Regions from separate parts of the Mus musculus genome. Here regions 1, 2, 3 and 4 are each linked to region 5. A link is a contact called in public Hi-C and HiChIP or PLAC-seq data. All regions are on one chromosome and are shown on one strand. The core of a region is the stretch at or near the end of the contact, and the rest is flanking DNA. Distances in the headings are between cores, read along the strand shown. Region 1 has its middle 130 kb from the start of Ubxn2b. Region 2 has its middle 230 kb from the start of Ubxn2b. Region 3 has its middle 290 kb from the start of 4930423M02Rik. Region 4 has its middle 160 kb from the start of Ubxn2b. Region 5 holds the start of Fam110b (family with sequence similarity 110, member B).

Region 1 (2,700 bases), core at 183-2,682, 410 kb before region 5:
CTTCATGAATGCAGGACTTCAATCAAATCCTGACACATATACAAAGTAGAACACCTTCTTGGTAATATCTTGCGCACGCCCTTGCTTACCAGCCAGAACAACGCTGCAACAGGATCCTTCTGCACATGTTTATTGGGAGAGCTTGATTACAGAGGCGAAGAGACCCCAAGCCCAGAACTGGTGCTGCTTATATAGGCCTAGGAGAGGCATGTCTCACACCTGGATTGGTTATGCATGGGTTATGCTTACCACCTCATTTGCATGTCTCACATCTGATTGGTTAACATGTCTCTCATCTGATTGGTTAACTTGTCTCTAATCTGATTGGTTAACTTGTCTCTAATCTGATTGGTTAATTCTCAAAACCTCATCTTGGCAAAAAAAAAAAAAAAACTTTACTGCCTATGTATGCTTGGTGGCCAGCAGAAGCCAGCGCCACCCTGCAATGGCACATGTGGCTTCCCACAGTAATGGAGGCAGGAGGATTCTTGAATTGGCAGTCTAGATGATTTTGCTAGCAACAGGTCCAGTGAGAGAACTTGTCCCAGTGAATGAGAAGAATAATTGAGGAGAACATTTGACTTAAACATTTGTCCTCCAATATGCATGCATGTATATGAACACATACACATGTACCTCAGTAGTATTTATCTTGATACATTTTCCTTTGGCCCATTCCTATGCACTGTGGACATAGATGTAGTCAGAATAAAAGAGTGAAAAGAAAACCTTGCAATGTATTTTTCTAGGAACAATAGTGGTAAGATATAACTATAAAATTAATGTAAGTATCAAAAGCCAAATGGCAACTATTTTTGATTTTGTTTGTTTGCTTTTATACTCCTTCAGATAACTAAGAATTGGCTGCTTAATTTAAATATAATCTTCCTCAAGAGGATTTTTATCAGACTGGTATTCCGCTGTTCTATACTAATTAGTGATAGGCTTTTATTTATAGACTATTTTAAACGCATGGTTACAGGTTCATAGAGATGCTGAACCATTAGTTATATTTGCTACAAGAAGACAAGTGTCTCTGTAGAGCAGAGCCAGCAAGACTCTTATGTGGTTGGATTAATATTTCTTGTACACTTTATCTTCTTGGCTTGGTACTGTTACATAATATAACATACTGTAACATACTGGCTTCCCAGTGCTCCCCATGAAGATTGCATGTAGCTACCTGTTTTTGTTATTGTCTTCCTTTGCTTGCCTAGGAGTATCTCAGAGTTTTAGTTGCTGTGATAAAACAAGATGACCAAAAGATACTTGATGAATACAGTACTTTACTTCACTTAAGCATCCACATCATAGTCCATCATCCAGGAAAGTCAGTGCAGGACCCCAAGGTAGGAACCCGGAGACAGGAAGTGAAGCAGAAGCTGTGGAAGAGAGCCATTTACTCTTTTTTCACTCATGGCTTCCTCAATCTGCTTTTTTGCTCAGCCTGAAGCCACATGCCCAGAGGTAGCTCTGCCCACATTGAACTGGCCCTCCCACAGCAATCATCAATCAAGAAAATGCCTACACACTTCCATATAGGCGAATCCTATGAATGTGTTTTCTCTCTTAAGATTCCCTCTTTTCAGATCCTAGTTAGTGTCAAGCTGACATAAAACCTAGCTAGCACAAGGGAGATGGAATGATGGAGTACTGACTTCGAATTTACTTTGCACCTTTCCAGTCACAAAATTCAAAAGTTGGATCTTATAAAATTCAAAACATCAATATACTGAATCAAACCCATTTTCATATCACTTGTACTGCAATTTTTCTGGAAGTATAGCTTATTACTCTCCCTATGCAAGGCTTTCTATTCCACATTCCCCTTGGTTCAGTTCTCCTGTACACTTATGGATGAATTACAGCCCTGCCTCACTGCTTACCCTGTCCTCTGCCAGCAAAATAAACGTGGAATAGGGCCTTTTATCTTAGCAGGACCTCTCCAGATACAGCATTCAAACAACTTTTCTCTCTTCAATGTATTCTTTATGAGGCCTGAAGTCATTCTTTCACTTTGAGTCTAAAATAAGAACTTTTGTGGTTAATGCAGCAGATGTGGCAATAGTCATTCATGACCTCCTGGCTTCCTGTGACCAGGCCTGTGGTGTTTTCTTTGGCTGCTTACTTTGAATTGAGTTAGTTTGACATTGACTTTATCATTGTCAGTTGACAGAACTTTGTGACTGAAAGGTATTGTTATATTCAGGTACGTGGAAGGGTCACTATAGAGTTGTTGGACAGAGTATTATGGAGAAGATAAAGTCATATCTGTTTCAACTTACTGGCCACTTATTTCTCTGCTGGCTAAAATAATGTGTTGGCCCATCTGATTTCACACTGCCTTCAACTTTTTGGTGAATAACTCCTACCCCAAGGTGACGTTTATCAAAGCTTATCGGTAATATGCTTTTTTGGGGGGTCTCATCTGGGTCATCTGTGCCATACACAGATGTGTTCTAAGTCTGTGGGGGTGGAGCCTAGAGAATGCCCTGCGAAAGTGTAAGTCCTACCAAAGGTCTACCTCTATAAGCTTGAGGATCAGTATCTTATTTTTAATTTTAATTAAAATTTTATTATAAAGAATTTGCAAGTTATAAAAAGTCACATGGCAAAATTAACCAGCTCAGAAGTCTGTATATCTCAGTGAACTGTGCAATTAGAATAGCTAGTTTCTAGAGAGCAGTATTTTATAATCTT
Region 2 (2,700 bases), core at 190-2,689, 310 kb before region 5:
TAGAACTCTCAGCTCCTTCTCAAGCTTCATGTCTATCTACATGTTGTCATGCTTACTGCCATAATAACAATGGACTAAGCCTCTGAAACTGTAAGTCAGCTCTAATTAAATGTTTTCTTTATAGGAGTTGTGGTGGCCATGGTATCTCTTTACAGCAAAGAAATCCTAACTAAAACAGAAGTGAACTAGTTTAGAAGAGGCATGGCAGGAGTGGCCATTAGAGACTATAATAGGGTTGAATATGATGAAAATGTGTGTGTATGTAACTGCCAAAAATGAGTCATTTGATAGGTATCTGTGGGACTTAAGTAACCAAGACTTATGAACCCCAGGAAGACAACTCACAAGTTTCAGGATGTTCCTGAAACTTAGAAGAGGCACAATTTCCCTCCCCAAGGTTTTATAAGAAGGAAGAACTATTGAAGAGAGGAGGCTACCCATCCAATCTGTTAAGCTCCCTGCATGACATGCAGGGAAATTCAGGGATATAAACTTTTGCAAGTTGTCACCCAGGCTGAGGTAAGATTTTTGGTGATCCATCTGAATTTGAGTCATCCAGGCACCTATAAACAACCTTTCTCTCATGAAGTTACTACTGTAAGTAACTTAAGTAAACATAATGGTTTACTAAGGTAGGGGAGTTAGTTTGGTCTGTTGCCACTGCCATACCTCAGGTAATTAGACATTTCTTTACATATTTCTAGAAAAAGCCCAAGAAATTTGGAAGTCATTAAAACAAAGACCTCTTCCAAGCTATTCTGTGACAAGATGGAGGATGAGAAATGGGATGAAGTTGATAAGTATAAAAAAATAAAATCTCTAAAAAGCGGAGAAATGCTATCAGCTCCTAGATTCTGAAAAGACAAGAAAGATTCTCTCCCAGTATCTATAAAGGAGTGTAGCATTACTGCCCCATGATTTTATAGATTTCTGCTCTACAGATAAATAGCTCAATGCATGTTTTTTTTGTAAGTCACAACAATTGTGATGATTTAAATAGCAGCTGCAGAAAGCCAATCTGTGGACACATAGTGCAAAGCACATCAGGATGGATGCATTTCAGGCCCTGAGTTCAGTTCCTAGCACTGTTGGGTGGATGTGAACTCCAGCTTATCCTTTTTTTCACCTCTTTGGGAACCCACACCCAAGTACCATTCATTTAAACACAGAGAGATACATGTACATAGAAAGAATAAATATGTTTCTTTTAAAAAACTTATACTACAACTGTCTACCACAGTATAGGACAGAACACCTCTCATTGAATCAGCTTTATTTCTGTAGCAACATAGTTGTATCAGGTACATTCTTGTCTGCTTCTGCCATCTGTGATTCTTGAAATCACTGGGGAAAAATAATCGTCTGAGAAAAAAAGGCAGCTCCAAGGGCTTTCATTGGGTTATGGTTACCAGGGGAACCATTTTACTTGGTAATCAATGTGTTTAGCATGCTTCTGCTGCTTCTGTTTAATTTCTAAAGATATTAACACAGAGCAGGTCCACGGAAAACATAGGGGTGGGGAGAAGGAAAGCTTGAACAGTAACTTCAATGAGAGAAAAGCTGGACAACTCACTCCTATGAAGCTGAAGAAAACGTAAAAAATAAATGACTTTGGTTTTGTGTAAGCTCAAGAGAATGGTATTTATAAATTAAATATGAGAGGTATTTTTCTGTAGCAGATTGGCAGGATCAAGTAAGGTCCCTGAAATTCTTTTGCAGTGACTTGGAGGAAAAGTAACTGTGTCAGCAGCAAGCCAAGGTTGTCTTTGTAAATTGATGCCCCACCTCTCTCCTCTTCCTTTTTTCCCTTCTTTCTATATCCCCCACTCGCTTTTCTCCAACATGTTTTATTTTCTTAGAACTTTTTCATTTTTAATATATGAAAAAAACTGGATTGCAGCCTGGCAATGCTGAGCATTCAGTTCTATTCACTGTAATACAGAACCGTGGGCTCCTTTACACAGCCAAGGACTTGAGCCCCTGAGAGAAGAAACAGCAGTCTATGTTTGGAATTAGAGGAAATGAAGGAAATTCTTAGGGAGGGAATGGGACAAGTGGGGACTGTTTCATGTACTGTGTGTTGAGGTCCTTTGGGTCTTTTTCTTTAAAGAACACAAGAGTTGGTTCTTTGATCACAGCCAGATTATCACAGCAGCAGACTACAGCCCAGTGGATGACTAAGACTGTCCCATGCTGGTATTGCCCAATCACAGGGGGCTAGGTCTAGAGGCAAATTTATTTTATCTTATTTTTTTAGATTTGAGACCATGCAAGAATCTGCAATTCTATTCAAATCTTATACTCCAAGGCGAACCAGTTTAGGTACTTTGATTTCTTGCATTTATATAATTTTAAGATACATTGTTGTGAAAATAACAATATTTGAAACTGTCTTGGTCATAGAGATTTGTAGAAACATAGTGACAAAACAGAAGCAAAATGAAATATCAGAGTAAGCTTTCTAAATAGGTGAATTCATGCATACATTCATAGACCCATGGGTGTATTGTTGCTTATGATCATCTGATTCAGAAAGAATTTTACCTTCTCATTACTTTTCAGCTCAATGAGTTTCTTGAGCTGTGCTTTTATAAAACATGAAGTGTGGGGTGTACTGATTTAAGTTCTGTCTTAAAACTTAACAGCTGACAATAAACATAAAATACTCAATTCCAATTAGTATGTAGTCTTAAAATTAGT
Region 3 (2,700 bases), core at 71-2,570, 310 kb after region 5:
TATGATTGTGATTTTGCTGCTTTAAGAAAAAAGTCCAGGAGTGCAGAAACATCCTCTAAGCTACTCGGTCACTGCTTTTCTCATGACACAAGCTCTTTGCTCCTTCATCTTCTTCTCTCATAGCTGGGGAGTTACTTTTCTGGAAACCATGGTGCTTCCAGGAGGTGGTTCCCAATGCCTAGTCCCAGATACAGAAGTTATGAGTAACACAGATCTCCTTCTCAGATATGGGCTGTAGACTGGCATGGCACCACATCAAAGTCAGTACTAAAATAGTGAAATGGTCTCTGATCTGAGAGCAACTAATTCTCCTCTTTTGAGTCCCCACCTGCTCTTCATGAGAAGAAATATCACACCAGGTGATTCACCAAGCCTTGACCAAGGCTTCCCTGAGTCTTTCTTCTGCATTTCCAGATATACTGGATTCTTTGTTCTTGATTCTTCATATCTAGCATAGATATTCTTTTAAGTCAGCAACTGGGGACAGTAATAATAATAAGAACTTACTGATGTCTTCCCCCATGTTCCTGTGATCATGGGAAAATGTTATCTCTTTTATCAGAAAAATAAAACAAACAAATGAACAAACGAACAAACAAAATTGTAAATTTCCACAAATTCTTACTTTGAATTAATGAGGCAAAATAAGATATTTTGCAAACAATGTGAAAAGTGTGGCAGATGTTAGAAATCTTTAGATGAATGGACTTTTCCTCTACACTGCTGAGCTTGGACTCCAAACGACTACTGAAAGTCAGACACACGTAGAACACCATGGTTAATTGTGATTAGTCGTCTTCTATGGGTTTTATTTTTGATGTGCACCTGTGAATGTACACACGTGTATCCATGTATAGGTTAGAGGTCAATGTCAAGTGTATTCATCAATCACACATAGCCTCTTTCTTTTTCAATGAACCCAGAGCTCACCAGTTCAGCTAGACTAGCTGTCCAGCATGTCCCAAGAGTTGGCCAGTCTTAACCTCCCTGGCTTTAGGATTACATAATTATACAGGACTGTTTTACATGGATTATGGCCATTGAACTCACGACCTCAAGATTATATGTTAAACACTCCATTGACTTAGTCATCTCCCCCATCCTCTATGTGTTCTAACTACATGATATGCCTTTTATTCTTTCCATCTTTCACTTCCCTCCCCTTGAGCAAACACCCTTGTCCCCAGTCCAAGAGGATTTGGAGGACTGGCTTCCATCACACAATGATAGGATTTTGTTTATTGTAAGTGAGGAATGGGCAAAGGGAGACACAAAACAGATGAATAGGCAAGAGTATGAATAAACTATCCATGCTGTCAAGGAACAGATGGTGGCTGGAGCTTCTGGCCTAAACAAACCAATCTGTGAGATCTAGAAGGCGATAGTGTTCATGTTTTCCTAAGAAAAAGTTCTAGTGATAGAGTAAAAATGATCTCACCACTGAATTTCTACCATAAAACAAAACAAACAAAACAAAACAAAACAAAACTACTCTTTCATTTATAGTACATCCAACAAATAGTCACTGTGTCATTTTTATTTATTGTAAACACTGGAGGCCTAAGGGTGTCCAAAAGAGCAACAATAGAGACCACTCCCACCTCTCCTTCAGTCTGTGCTCACAAGGTTTTATGATACCTTGTTGAAGAGAAGACTTTAGAGGCAGGCTGGGAAATAGGAGACTATAATGTAGGTGTGTGGTACCCGCCTATGCTAATACCACGCCAGCCTAAGTTTTCCAACAATCAACCAGAGTTTGGATCTGATAGCTCTACCCTGACTTAGATTTTTGGAATAAGTTTTTATTGTGAATTTTTTTTAACTACCTTCACAGATTCTGATCTTCAGAACACAGAATTCTGGAGAAGATAAAGGAAGTAGTGCAAGTGTGCGTGTGCGTGTGTGTGTGAGAGAGAGAGAGAGAGAAAGAGAGAGAAAGAGAGAGAAAGAGAGAGAGAGGGAGAGGGAGAGGGAGAGAGAGAGGGAGGGAGAGAGAGAGAGAGAGAGAGAGAGAGAGAGAGAGAGAGAGAGAGAGAGAGGAAGGAAGAAGAGACAGAACCGTGGGCTTCATTCCCACTAGGAGAGCTCTCTAACACTGGGTAGGACCATGTGGACCAAGGTGGCTGTGGTTGCACAGAATGCACTATGGAGTCAATGCCTGTAGGAAAATCCCATTTAGACTTACTGTATGACTTGGGGGGGAGTTAGTTAACATCTCTGTGGGTTATTATGATAACTAAATGAGTTAATAATCCATGTAGAAAATTTATGACAGGGCCTGGCACACAGTAAATCCTAGAGAATGGCATTTATGATATTGTAACTTATTTACATATAAAGTAGACATGTTTACAATGTCTTGTAAATCAGCCTGTGATTAGATGTGAGTCTTTGACATGAAAATGACCTCAAACACTACAATGAATAACACACTCTCACCTGAACTTCAGGAGTTTTAGCATGAATACAATACAGGTTTTGTCTCCAGATTCTGCATCAGGTTCAGCCAATGTCCTATTGTGAGGGATTTATGACTAGCTGATGATTGGATTGAGTGGAGTGGTATGCTGAGAAACCACTTGGAGGATGGTGAACTGGGTGGGCATTTGATGCTCCAGACACAGGTTTTTATATGGGAGGAGCCCACCTCAAGGCAGTCTCTGCCTTTCATGTCAGTGAGGAAGACTAGAAATGGTACAT
Region 4 (2,700 bases), core at 18-2,517, 390 kb before region 5:
TTAAGTGTTAGAACAAGCAGCTGTGAGGCATGCATGCTGGGAAATTCTCCTGGGGATGATTTGCTGCTCTGTCTCAGGGAGGCTAGGACAGAGTATGCAGTATAACGATGGAAGGCGGCAGCTGTGGTGTGGGACTCATGAGATCCCAGAAAAAGGGAACTTCTTTAATAGCCAACCATGGACTCTGATGAGTCAGTCCTGGGCTGCTGAAGAACTTGATATTCATCCATAAAACTTAGCATTTTAGGAGAATATGTAGATGTCAAATCTCAAGCCATGCTTACTGATAGGAATTTAAAAAGAATTGGTCTTTGAGAATATTGAGACAGCTTAGCAATTAAAAGCATGTACTGCCCTTGTAGTACTACCACAGGGTCGTATCCAACATCCATTCTGGGCTACCCAATAGCCCCCGTAACTCAATCCCCAGGGGTACTTGTGTGATATTCTGTCTTCTGTGGGCAACTGTACTCATGTGTACATGTATACTCTTAGATATGATTAATAATAAAATATTTTAGGCTCAATGAAGTTGAGTTTTATGTCTTTCAAAGTATGAGTCTTGAAAACTCTGGGCCCTAGAGCTAAGTTTGTAGGTGTGTGTGTGTGTGTGTGTGTGTAATAGTTCACGTGCTGTGTGTTTGTATGGACTTTCTTGAATTGAGAATGGAAGTCCTTCAGAGTCTATGCAAAGTGACATTTGTGACTTGTGATTTTAAAAATGCCAAATGCAGTTAATATGTAGATACCAGAAAAGGCACAATCAGGATTAGAAGTAGAACAGAAAAGAAGTTATTTTAAAAAGCCCGAAAACAGACAGTAACAGGTGTACCTGGTGACAGCAAAAGAGATTAGAAAGTGAATGCCTTCAGGGTGGTTTTTGAAAATAAATTTGAAAGGTTCAGAGTGATGCAGCAAGGAAGCCCTGAGATGTGTCAGAGATGACTGGAGGCTTTAGCCTAAAACCACATCAAACACAGAGGGGTTGCTCACTGAACAGGAGAGGGCTCAGACATTCCCACCATTTTAAAGGTAAGGATATAAGGGCTGTTATTTTGAAACTGTCAGGTCTGAAATGTCAACGTTTTATCGCAACAGTTGAGATTTTTGAGGAAATAATTGGATATATGAGTCCAAATTTTAGGATGACAATCTGCCTGAATTGAATTAATGTTTTCTAGCTGAATGAAATGAATACTGAATGGATTCCTGCAATCTCAGTTCCATTCTACAGGGGGAAAAAGAATATCTGAGTCTATTTCAAGCAGGAATGAATATGCATGCTCACACCATTAGCATCAATGACATCCAGAAGCATGAATCTTGAATCACAGAGTAAATACACACAGAAGTCACAGCCCATAGCTTTGTGGGAGGATACAAAAGGAGACTGATGATGAGTGAAGGAGTCACCAGGTGGCTGATATATGCATCAAATACCACCATCTGCCAAGTAACAAGAGACCCAGAAATAGCCTGGACACAGTAAGTCCCTGGTGACAATGTCCAGAACAGTTTTGGTGGCATAGAGTGGATGAAAAGTTAGGTTATATGTGATTAAGAGAGAACTGAAGGAAAGAAACACAAACCATCAGGCACTGACAGCTTAAGTTCAGTATCAAAAATCACTAAGACTCTAGAAAACTGGGATTACTTAGCCTAAAATGCTGGTGGCCACATATCAAGGGCATCATGGGGCAACACAGAAAGCGGGTTGTTAGAAATTTGGGACTGAAATTTAAGGCAGCGAAGCTACATGGAAGCAGGGACGATTCTGGCCTTGGATAACTCGAAAAACTTTACTTTCAGAGAAGAACAGAAGACTGGGTCAAAAACCTATAGTTAGTGAAAAAGTAGCACTCATGCGTCCTAGGAAAGCTGTCGTTCCGGTAACGCAATGGCTTCACGTTCAGTGATGCTGGGCTCTCGTTTATTGTAGCTGCATTCTCGGCTGTAGTTAACAAGAAAGCACAGAGTCTTACATTAGCTCTGGTCAAGTCTTTGCTTCCTTCTGAAGCTTCGTAATCCTGGTCTCCATCATCTACATTGCTCTTAGCATTTCTATTTTCCAAGTCCCCACAACAGCTCATGAAACTCTGAGTACTCAGTACATTTGCAACTCAACTTTACAAATATTTCCCCAATCCTTCCCAAATGAACATGACTAGCTTTGTCACAGCAATGTCATGGAACTGGGACCAACTTCTCTTCCAGTTAGGTTGATATTGCAGTGATTATGGTCATGGCTGTCATAGGGTTTCTATTGCTGTGATCAAACACCACAACCAAAAGCAGCGAGGGGAGGCAAAGATTTACTTCATCTCACCTGTCCATCACTAAGCGACGTTGAGCTGGAGCTCAAGAAAAGATCCTGTAGTCAGGAACTGAAATAGAAACCATGGAGGAATGTCTTTACTGGCTTGCTACTCATGGTTTGGTCAGTTTACATGCTCATCTACCTCAGGTCCATCCTCCCAGAGATAGAACTGCCCACAATGTGCTGGAACCTTCTAAACCAATTATCGATCAAGAAAATCCCCAAAAGGTTTGCCTGTAGGCTACTCTTACGTAGATATTTTTGCAATTGAGGTTCCTTCTTCTCAGATGACCTTACCCTGTGTCAATTGGACAATAAATTGGACAATTGTCTAGTCTTCTCTGAGCCATCTTGTAGCGCTTAGCCATCAAATGCTCCACAGA
Region 5 (2,700 bases), core at 32-2,531:
ATAATAACAACAATAATAAACGATGCTAATAATAACATCAACAGCACAGGTGCTTTCGCATGACTTAGATGGTGGAAGCTAAATAACTCTTTCACACCAAGAGAGGAAATGAAAATGGAAGTCATATTATTCATACAGAAAAAAATGCTGATTCTGCTATCATATTCCTCTCTGCAAAAATAGACTCGGCAGTCCTCACAAGCCAGCCATGCACTGTTGTCACAGATGTGCGCCAGATTTGCACAGGACATAACTTGGCTGTGGGGGGAAACCTGAATCTTAGGCAAGAAAGAATGCCTGTTCTTTCTTGGAAGAGAATGTGGTGACTGTCAATAAATCTGAATAGCAACTTTAAAGGGTCAAAAAAGCTGGGAGTCCGGTGGTTTTATTCCCACTTTGGGAAGTAATAAGGCAAAGTTATCCCCTCTTCCTTCTTTGCTGGCCACCACGGAAAGACTTGTCACCATCAGGCTCCTTGCTATAACAAAAGGAGGGCAGCACAGACACCAGCTTCTCACAGCCTAGCATTGTCGCCAAGTTCTGAGCACCGCTAAGTGACAGGGGCACGAGTGAGCCAGGACCAATTTTATTCTATTTCCAACCCTCATGCTTTCAAAGAAAACAGACAACCGAGCTGTGGGAGGACTGGAGGGAGGAGGCGGTGGGGGCAAACAAACTTTCAGAGCCCCGGGATCTGCATTCCCGCAGGAACTGACAGCACAGTGACGCGCCCACGGGATGACCTGGGTGGGGATGCAGCACGGAGTGGGGCTGGGGGCCGCCGCGTCCTCGCCCACCTTCTCCCCAGCAGTCAGCGCTCCTTCCGAGCCTGGGCCTCATCCCCGGCCCGGGGCGTGCAGCCGAGCGCAGGGCGGACAGCGGGCCAGGCTCCTCGGTGCCCAGGCCCGGCCGGAGCGGGACCCTGAGAGGTACTCCCCACCCGCCAGCGCCCCCGTTTACCTTGGCCGCACTCCGGCCCCTGCAAGGCGGCCAGGCCAGGCACCAGGCTCGGGAGACCGCGAGGAGGAGCTTGGGCCCGGCGATGCACTGCAGGCCGGGATGAAGTGGCCGCCGGGTCCTCGCCGCCGGCTCGGAATGGACCGGGTTAGCCGAACCGGCCCGGATCGGGCGGCAACGGAGGGCTGAGCTGACCGGGGCCGCGTTTGCTCCTCCGCACCGAAGGGGCGGGCTCAGGCAGGCTCCGCAGGAGAGCGAGGGAGGGAACTTGGAGCCAGTTGCTGCGGCCCAGAGCGCGTGTCTCTGCGCAGCCGGCACGCCCCCAGAGCGCCCCGCCCCCAGCCTACCTTCCCGCCCCACCCCCTCCGCACCCGCACTCTTCCTCCTTCTCCTCCACCCCGCCCACCTGCGCCTTGGCCCCACCCCCATCAGCCCCACGCCCACCCTGTGCCCTACTCCCCCACTGCTCCTAAGCCTTGATGCTCTGGGATGTGACTCTTCCACCCCAGGACAGTGCACATCAGGCTGTGCTGGTTCCTAGAACATGTGGGCAGATGTGATGAGCTTTTCTGATAGCCCCTTCTTGAAGATCTTGCCAAGTCTCCTACCTCACATGTGGTTAGTAATAGGGTTTTCTCCGTGGGCAGGAAGCATTTTAGAAAGACTAAGTATGTTCTAAATGAGTTTTGCTAGTGGGAAGTCTAAAAATTAAAATGCACGTATATCAAAATAACCGAATTTAAAGGAGATTAGGGGAATCACAATATATATTCCTTGCCCCTCCCCCCCAAAAAAAATCTATCAAGCAAAATTTCTCTATTTTTAACCCTTAGTACTATGAAATGTAATGGCATTTGTATGAGTTTTGCGGAAAGGCCATCTATACATATTTAAATTATGCAACTTTTGATTCCCTGTAGTTCAGAAATTATCAACTAAAAATCAGATAGCTACAACAAATCTCTGGCTATTTGCAAGAGTATTGTGTTAGCATGTGATGTAATGCTGGGCTTTGAGTGAAGGTTGGCATGCAAACAGGGTCCTTGTCAGCCTCTATGCCTACTCCAAAATCCCTGTCGGTGGACTGAAGCTATTTGTCATCATTATTATAGCAAACGCAGCCAGTTTCCAGCCCAAACAGACCCCACCTCTGCACTTGCTTGTTCCATTCCTTCTTTTAAGCCTTGCCACTTCCCCACTGTGTGTGACTGAGATGCAAACTTCCATTTGAGTGTCCCGGACAGCCAAGTAAAGAATATCTTTACTCTGGAAATAGAGATGGGAGGAAGGAGGTCATGACCTACGCAGGAAGTATCAAGGTTCTTTCTCCTAAATATGTCCTGTAAGCCTGCAGCAGCAGAGTGTGCCCCACCAGAGAACAAAGGCAAGCCAGAAGGAAACCTTCACTAGCAGGGGAGCCAGGAAAACTCATGTCTCAACTAACGAATCTGCAAAGTGAACTGCACAGCATCAGCAAAGTGAACTGCACAGCATCAGCATGGGGCTTCAGAGGACATGTCCCGCTGAACTGCCTTCTTGCTCTTTCAGTTTTCCAATGGGCTCCGGTTCAAAATGTTGACTTATAAAATCATAAAAGATTACCCTGGGCTTTGGAAATCAGAAACACAACCAGTAGCTTCTAGCTTTTGTGTTGATCAAACCACGTAATTTCTTGATAATGAAGTACAGGTCAAGAAGTCACTTAAGGCCTTTATTTCAGGGCAAAGGCAAGTGTATCTCTGT

What was found. A called contact is a pair of places that touch in the nucleus more often than the background predicts. HiChIP or PLAC-seq counts read pairs in DNA pulled down with a chosen protein or histone mark.
Region 1: an H3K4me3 HiChIP or PLAC-seq map of bone marrow-derived macrophages shows a contact between it and region 5, with 4 times the contacts expected there. The contact joins the enhancer-like site here to the promoter of Fam110b in region 5. A contact is called at or near these places in 7 of 39 promoter capture datasets (the 3T3-L1 cell line, 3T3-L1-derived adipocytes, embryonic stem cells and 2 more), 2 of 484 Hi-C or Micro-C datasets (bone marrow-derived macrophages and myocytes) and 5 of 115 datasets of contacts at active chromatin or transcription factors (SST interneurons, astrocytes, bone marrow-derived macrophages and 2 more).
Region 2: an H3K4me3 HiChIP or PLAC-seq map of embryonic forebrain shows a contact between it and region 5, with 4 times the contacts expected there. The contact joins the enhancer-like site here to the promoter of Fam110b in region 5. A contact is called at or near these places in 7 of 39 promoter capture datasets (the 3T3-L1 cell line, cranial neural crest, embryonic stem cells and 3 more), 1 of 15 datasets of contacts at CTCF or cohesin (the NIH/3T3 cell line), 1 of 484 Hi-C or Micro-C datasets (nephron progenitors), 7 of 115 datasets of contacts at active chromatin or transcription factors (astrocytes, embryonic basal ganglia, embryonic forebrain and 3 more) and 2 of 9 other capture datasets (adipose tissue and embryonic stem cells).
Region 3: a Hi-C map of uterus shows a contact between it and region 5. The contact joins the enhancer-like site here to the promoter of Fam110b in region 5. A contact is called at or near these places in 2 of 39 promoter capture datasets (the 3T3-L1 cell line and hippocampal neurons) and 2 of 484 Hi-C or Micro-C datasets (cortical neurons and uterus).
Region 4: a Hi-C map of cortical neurons shows a contact between it and region 5, with 3 times the contacts expected there. The contact joins the enhancer-like site here to the promoter of Fam110b in region 5. A contact is called at or near these places in 7 of 39 promoter capture datasets (the 3T3-L1 cell line, hippocampal neurons, liver and 3 more), 3 of 484 Hi-C or Micro-C datasets (cerebral cortex and cortical neurons), 3 of 115 datasets of contacts at active chromatin or transcription factors (embryonic forebrain, forebrain and stem cell-derived neural progenitor cells) and 2 of 9 other capture datasets (embryonic stem cells and liver).

What each region holds. Positions count from the first base shown.
Region 1 is chr4:6,057,398-6,060,097 of GRCm38.p6, reverse strand. No RefSeq gene overlaps it. Among named protein-coding and RNA genes, the nearest start is that of Ubxn2b, 130 kb to the left of the region's middle. Within about 2 kb of position 1,432, at least 21 of the 459 cell types and tissues checked have an H3K27ac peak or open chromatin away from gene starts, as enhancers often do. A contact at or near this core is called in bone marrow-derived macrophages, where this site is marked.
Region 2 is chr4:5,955,845-5,958,544 of GRCm38.p6, reverse strand. No RefSeq gene overlaps it. Among named protein-coding and RNA genes, the nearest start is that of Ubxn2b, 230 kb to the left of the region's middle. Within about 2 kb of position 1,439, at least 14 of the 459 cell types and tissues checked have an H3K27ac peak or open chromatin away from gene starts, as enhancers often do. A contact at or near this core is called in embryonic basal ganglia and embryonic forebrain, where this site is marked.
Region 3 is chr4:5,336,246-5,338,945 of GRCm38.p6, reverse strand. No RefSeq gene overlaps it. Among named protein-coding and RNA genes, the nearest start is that of 4930423M02Rik, 290 kb to the left of the region's middle. Within about 2 kb of position 1,320, at least 2 of the 459 cell types and tissues checked have an H3K27ac peak or open chromatin away from gene starts, as enhancers often do. A contact at or near this core is called in uterus, where this site is marked.
Region 4 is chr4:6,029,333-6,032,032 of GRCm38.p6, reverse strand. No RefSeq gene overlaps it. Among named protein-coding and RNA genes, the nearest start is that of Ubxn2b, 160 kb to the left of the region's middle. Within about 2 kb of position 1,267, at least 5 of the 459 cell types and tissues checked have an H3K27ac peak or open chromatin away from gene starts, as enhancers often do. A contact at or near this core is called in cortical neurons, where this site is marked.
Region 5 is chr4:5,642,671-5,645,370 of GRCm38.p6, reverse strand. Fam110b (family with sequence similarity 110, member B) reads right to left here and starts at 1,281. Exons shown (of 3, transcript NM_173426.3): 1 at 961-1,281.